Regions from separate parts of the Mus musculus genome. Here region 2 is linked to region 1. Evidence: chromatin contacts called from public Hi-C data. All regions are on one chromosome and are shown on one strand. Each heading gives the region's core, a stretch centred on a gene start, on an enhancer-like site or on the middle of the called end of the contact. The rest is flanking DNA. Distances are from core to core; before and after follow the strand shown.

Region 1 (3,241 bases), core at 496-2,995:
ATGGCACTCAGGACGTTCTTGCTGAAATTTAATTTGCTCAGGGTAATAGAATCTCCAGGTTGAAGGACATTTAGAAGTCACCTAGGCCAATCATTTATCCAATGTTAGGACGACCAGACAGAAAGCCCACAGAACAGGTTACCTCATAATAAAACCCAAGCTCATGGCACATGTGCACGAAGTGAAGCGGCTGGCTGTGTCTAAAGCCCAATACGAGTCCAATCAGGCAGCTGTCTCATAATTTAACAATGCCTCTACCATAGGATCTTAAAAATGCACAAGAAAATTCTCCACATCAAAGATACCCAGTGAGGAACTCAGAGAAGAGAGGCGTAGCTCAAGTGCAGGGGGCTCTGGGGGTCTCACACTTTGCTCAATAAATAAAGAGCCATCGGTGTGAAAGCATTCATTTGAGCTGCATTTTAAAAAGTAATTCTCTAGGCTTAGGTTGTAGCCCCGTGGTAAAGCAATTGCCTAACAAAAAAAAAAAAAAAAAAAAAGTCCTGAGTTCAATCCCCAGCACTGATATCTGCACCTACACAAACACACACAGACATACATACATGCACATTCCACACACACACAGATGCACACACCACACACATCACACACACACACACACACACATATGCACATTCCACACACACACAGATGCACACACCACACACATCACACACACACACACACACACACACACACACACACACGCACACGAACCACACACATCACACACACACACACACACACACACACACCAGACACCACACACATACACACTCTTTATCCCCATGAAACTAACATATACATGAACAAGCTATACAATCTCTGCTTACCACGCATCCATCCTTCTGTGCACGCAGCACAGTGGTTGATACCTGAACAACAGAGCTAAAAGCAGAACGACCGGGCTGAGTACAACTTTGTACCACACTAAGCCATCCTGCGACAGAGCAGCCGCTAAGCCGGCAAAGCATCCGTCAACCACCGTTTCCGGCCATTCAGTCTGGCAGGAGTGTGGTCTCTGAGAGAAGAAAGGGGCCAGAACCTTAAAATGTGCTTCTGCCAGGTAAGGATCGGGATTTCCCTGGCCAGGTCAGTGGGTGGGGAGTCAGGGAGAGCCAGGATTTGAGGCAAGTACACAGAGAGAGACGTGGTAGGATTTCTGAGACCTGGCCGAGTTCTAAGCTATACATACATATAGTGAATATTTATAACATCAAAAACCCGACCACTGTTGAAAGTTTTCCAAAGGACTGAATTTCAAGCACACAGAAGGAACTGCTGAACACCTTAGACACTCAGCATAGACTCTAAAAAAGCTGGTAGCCACTAGCATAGGTCTGACAAACTGTCTAGACTCATCCTAAGAATCTAAGTCAAAAGCGATTTGTACAGATGAGTTAAACAAGGTTGAACGATGAAAAGACTAATATATAGTCAACTCCATTTCGATATAGCAGCAATGAATAATCAGAAGTTAGAATCTGACCCTGTTCCCAAGAACAACAAAATCTGAAACACACAACAATTTCATATACCTAAGACATGAAGGAACACACTGAAATCTAGGAAGTACAGCTGCCCAAACTGACGACCTACACTGAGGAAGAGAGCGCTAATCTTGTTTCGTGGGTTGGGAGACTCTACAAACTGATAAACAGGATCAACTAAATGTAGAAATCTCAGCAAGCACAGACACGCACATCCGGTCTGCGTGTGTGAGGTGAAGAATGAGGTGCAGGGTGGGGGGTGGGGGAGGATAGAGAGGAAGGGAGAGACAGAGACAGGAGTGGGAGCGTGAAACACAGAGGCAGAGAGGGAGAGAGAGAGAGGAGGAGAGAGAGGGGGGAGGGCCTACTCAAAATTCGTAAAGAAATGCAAAGAAAAAAAAGAGCAGTAAGTCAGAGAACTAACAACCTATGGCTCAATGTTCCAGTCATCAGACAGAGCATGGGGTATAAAAGCAGGAAACAGATAAAAGGATGACAGCAAATTCACTTTCTGTTCATGATTTAAAAGCACATCAAATTTCGGCAAAAGAAAAAAGGTGACTTCTTTCAATAAAATAGCCATTTTTAAAGGGGGGCCTGCAATAAGCAAGGTGGGCAGATCTATTTTTCCTCTAAGATAGCGGATCCTTTGGTGCTGAGACAAGGAGGGACCAGCTTGCTGAGCTGACAAAGCAGATTACAGACAAGCCCACACCCACTGAAGAGCTTGATCTGTGACACGCAGAACCATGGAGGAAGAGCACAGCATATCCCCTAAGGAGAATGACGGGCCGGACGTGTGTGTGTGAGAGCAAAGCAGGAAAAATCCTACAACACAGAAAAACATTTGCTTGCTTAAAAAAACTGCATTCTTGTGTATGTGTGTTGTGTGTACTGTGTGTGTGTGCGCCTGTGTATGTGCGTGTGTGTATGCATGTGTGTGCATGCATGTGTGTGTGTATGCTGTGTGTGTGTGTACTATATATGTGCGTGTGTGTATGTATGTGTGCAGGTGTAGTGTGTGCTCTCGAGTGTGGGTGCATGTGTAAATGCAGGTGGGTGTGAGCTCTTTACTCAAACACATCAGTGAGACAACTCCCCAGAGAAGGTAGCGGGTGGCACACCCACGCTGTAGGTACAGATTGCTAGGGCACTGTCCTGCCCATCCCTGCCAAAACCACCATGGGGTCAGTGGATTGCTGCCCCCTCGATGGAATGCATGACGCTGATAACACTGTGGACATGGCAGGGCACCGTCCAAGTGGAACTTGCACAGTGTGGCGGAAACACAACTTTGGAAAACCATTTTACCATTTCCAGTTCAGTTAAGCACCCGTGCACCCTGGGACCTGGCAGCTCCAAGAGTCTGAACACAAGAGGAATGAACACCTCAAAGTGCAGTTTTGTTTTGTGAAATTCCAAACCGAGAACAGCCCACATGCCTATTAACAGAAGAGGCCTAGTTCCGGTGTTCAGTGATATACAGCCCCTGCCACCATGTATGAGGCCCTGGATCCAACACCCAGCAAAACCAGACAAGCATGTGCAGGCCAGAGAGATGCTCAGTGGCCACAAGCACTGGCTGCTGTAGCAGAAGACCAGGGTTTGTTTCCCAGGACCCACACAGTGGCTCACAATGGCCTATAACTCCAGTCCCAGGGGACCGGAGGCCCAAACGTGGAGTGTAGACATGTGCATGTATGCACATGCCCACGCAGGAACTCACATATACACATAAAACAAATATGTAA
Region 2 (3,241 bases), core at 384-2,883, 170 kb before region 1:
AAAAGAACTGTAGTTAAAAGTATATCCTCCAATCACCCACATGAATTTCCCATGTAAAACTGCTTTATGTGAGGCCCGACCTACGGAAGGGCTGAAGGGTTTAACATTTGGCAAAATCCAGTAAGACTCAGTAGAAGGGACATTCAGAGAACAATCTGGGCCTGTTTAAATAAAAAAAAAAAAAATCAAGCAACACATTGAATTAAACAAAGATCTTACATTACCGAAGCAGATCACACAGATGAAGAGAATCTAATGTTCATTGTATTAAAAATGCAATACAAGCAATAGTCTGACCGTACAACGTAGAGCACACCTCTAAAACCATCAGGCAAAAGGCTGAGGGAAGAAGACCAAAAGGTCATGGGCAAATTAACAACTCAGGTACATAGTGAGACCCCAGCCCAAAACCTTCCCTCATGAAAAAAAGACTGACATATAACTTGCAAATTAATCCTTAACAAGGAAAATATAATCAGATTTTAGCATGTTCTAATGAATATCATAATATATTCATAACTTGTTAAATACCACGAAATGTCCTATTTACACTTTAGTGTGCTTCTATAATATTAAAGTGGAAAACAACATCCTCAAATCCGAGTTCGGTCTATTACGATGTGACCTTAGACAAATCTGTTTACCTTGCCCAGCATCAAGCTTTCATACATAAAGAGGAAATAAAAGTATTCACAAATGCTATTAAAAGTTTTTAGTATTTCGCAAAAAGTATATAAAAGACATTTATAAATTACACGCTATTAAACAAATGTGATAATAAGGATCACATTATTAAGGACCAAACTGGCTTCAGTAGGTAGCCTCGCATATCAGAAAATTAATAATAATAATAATAATAATAATAATAATAATGTTTAGAAACTAAAAATTTCGAGATGGGCATGGTGGCTCACACCTTTAATCCCAGCACTCGGGAGGCAGAGGCAGGTGGATTTCTGAGTTCAAGGCCAGCCTGGTCTACAGAGTGAGTTCCAGGACAGCCAGGGCTATACAGAGAAACCCTGTCTTGAAAAACCAAAAACCAAAAAAAAAAAAAAAAAAAAAACGTATAAAAATTTCATAAAGTAATAACAATTATTAGTTTAGAATGACGTCCAATAGCATAAAACTGGAGCAACAACTGTCTCTTATCCAGACTCATGTGACTGATTAGGTGTCCTCATCCATAAGATATAGACGGGGTGATCAGTGTCTCTGAAACCCGGTAACAGAAAACCCGGTAACAGAGGAACGCACTGTCACAACACCCAGTGTCACACTGCACTGCACTTCCTGTTGCTATACTATATTTCCTGTCACTGTACTGATGCTTCCTGTTGTACTTCCTGTCACTGTCCTGCACTTCCTGGCCCTGTACTGCACTTCCTTGTGCTGTGCTATGCTTTCTGCCACTGCACTTCCTGCCATGAACTTTTTGCAGCACTGCACTTTGTCACTGCACTGCACTTTCTGTTGCTGCACTTCCTGTCACTGTGCTGCACTTCCTGTCACGCACTTGTCACTGCACTGCACTTCCTGTCGCTGTACTTCCTGTCACGTACTTGTCACTACACTGCACTTCCTGTTACTGTACTTCCTGTCACTGTGCTGCACTTCCTGTCACTGCACTTCCTGTCACTTCACTCTGTCATGCACTTGTCACTGCACTTCCTGTTGCTGTACTTCCTGTCACTGTGCTGCACTTCCTGTCGCTGCACTTCCTGTCATGCACTTGTTGCTGCGCTGCACTTCCTGTCACTGTACTGCACTTCCTGTCGCTGCACTACACTTCCTGTCGCTGTACTGCCTGATGCTGCACTTACAGATACATGTGTACAGGCTGAGTCCTACATCAACACTGGCTGAACCAGGCCAGCATCTGCTTCTTTAGAGAACTGTGTGTATCCTGTGTGTTTCTCGCTATCCAAGATCTGCCATTAGAATCACATGTCGTGACAACCTATAATCACGTTACTATTTAAGTCACTTGAGGTCACCACCAACCACAGCTACATAAAGCAATAAACCCAAGATAAGTGTGTGTGTTCTGACTGCTTCAGGAACTGGCCTGGCCATCCCCTATTCTCTCCCTCTCCTTATTACCGAAGACAAAGCAGAATTGGAATTAAGCCGCTGGTGACTACACTGGTTTCTAAATGTCAAGATGAATGGGGAGGTGCCGCTCCTTTCAGTTAAATCAAAAGTGCACGCTGGCTGCCCTCTTCTGTCAACCGCCATTTACAGGAGATGGAAGTGCTCCCCCCAGAGAACAAATGGTGAGGTGACTGCCCTTACTGCTAACAGCCAGGTTTGGGGCTTTCAGTGGGAGAGCAAACCACTCAAACATCACTTTAAACAAAACCCAACCCAGCGGCTGAGTGCGGACCTCAGTAAACCTTCACTCTGTTCAATTCTCTGAAAGCTGAGAAAGGTAAGGAGAGGAGACGACTGTGGGGCTGGCAGAGGCTGGTTTACAAAGAGTGTGTGGGAGGGGGCGTGTGGGGGCCGGAGCAGAGATAGCTCCACAGAGTGACCCGCCAGGGCTCATTTGGATGGCAACAAGCAGTCCAGCGCTGATGATGGCACTGGCCGAGCTGGAAACGTCGCCACTCTGATGCAGTAAGAGAATCAGAGATTATGGAAGGTCAAAATACCAGCATTCAAAGGAATCTAAGGGAGGTATCAATCCCGTGAGTGCTTTTAAGTGACTCTGCCACAGTAAAAGTGACTGTTGATCGGGTGGGCACAGCAAAGGGACCAGAAGCAAAGCACGGAGAGAGAACTGAAACAAGAGCTACTCCTTGTGATGACAAAAACTGGGTTGCGAGTACAGAGTCTGCTGCTGACGACGATGTGGACACTTGAGGATAAGACTTAGAATATTGCTTGGTTAGGGAAGAGGCTTGAGAGGGTAGACACCGGTGTTGAAAAGTTCTTCTCGGGTAAGATGCAGTGGATCACACCAACCCTATTGATCTGCAATCTGACCTCCCACGGCAATTGCAGCCATTACCAGTAACCACTGGTAGCCATAAAACTGAGGCAAGACCCTCCCCCAGCAAAGGAGGCTCAGTAACATCACAAGTGACTGTTACCACTTTGGAGCAGTAAAATGTTTTTAATTATGATTGTACATTTTTATAATAGTTTCATTGTACATTTAAAATTATAATTGTACACGTATACAGTATTGTATAAACATATAATCACACTGTGCTCTGGGAACCTAGGAAAAATACAC

The links. Hi-C and Micro-C count contacts between places; a contact is called where the count stands out from the background.
Region 2: a contact with region 1 is called in a Hi-C map of CD8 T cells, with 2.5 times the contacts expected there. The contact joins two enhancer-like sites. A contact is called at or near these places in 1 of 39 promoter capture datasets (neural stem cells), 5 of 15 datasets of contacts at CTCF or cohesin (the G1E-ER4 cell line, embryonic stem cells, large pre-B cells and 2 more), 160 of 484 Hi-C or Micro-C datasets (the 63-12 cell line, 8-cell embryo, the AML12 cell line and 83 more), 21 of 115 datasets of contacts at active chromatin or transcription factors (SST interneurons, astrocytes, a beta-TC-6 cell line and 9 more) and 1 of 9 other capture datasets (embryonic stem cells).

The regions. Positions count from the first base shown.
Region 1 is chr19:57,475,960-57,479,200 of GRCm38.p6, reverse strand. The region is part of intron 4 of Trub1 (TruB pseudouridine (psi) synthase family member 1); the gene reads right to left. Among named protein-coding and RNA genes, the nearest start is that of Trub1, 25 kb to the right of the region's middle. Within about 2 kb of position 1,745, at least 13 of the 459 cell types and tissues checked have an H3K27ac peak or open chromatin away from gene starts, as enhancers often do. A contact at or near this core is called in CD4 single positive thymocytes, CD8 T cells and regulatory T cells, where this site is marked.
Region 2 is chr19:57,647,178-57,650,418 of GRCm38.p6, reverse strand. Atrnl1 (attractin like 1) reads right to left here. Exons shown (of 29, transcript NM_181415.4): 6 at 1-161. Among named protein-coding and RNA genes, the nearest start is that of Atrnl1, 38 kb to the right of the region's middle. Within about 2 kb of position 1,633, at least 30 of the 459 cell types and tissues checked have an H3K27ac peak or open chromatin away from gene starts, as enhancers often do. A contact at or near this core is called in CD4 single positive thymocytes, CD8 T cells and regulatory T cells, where this site is marked.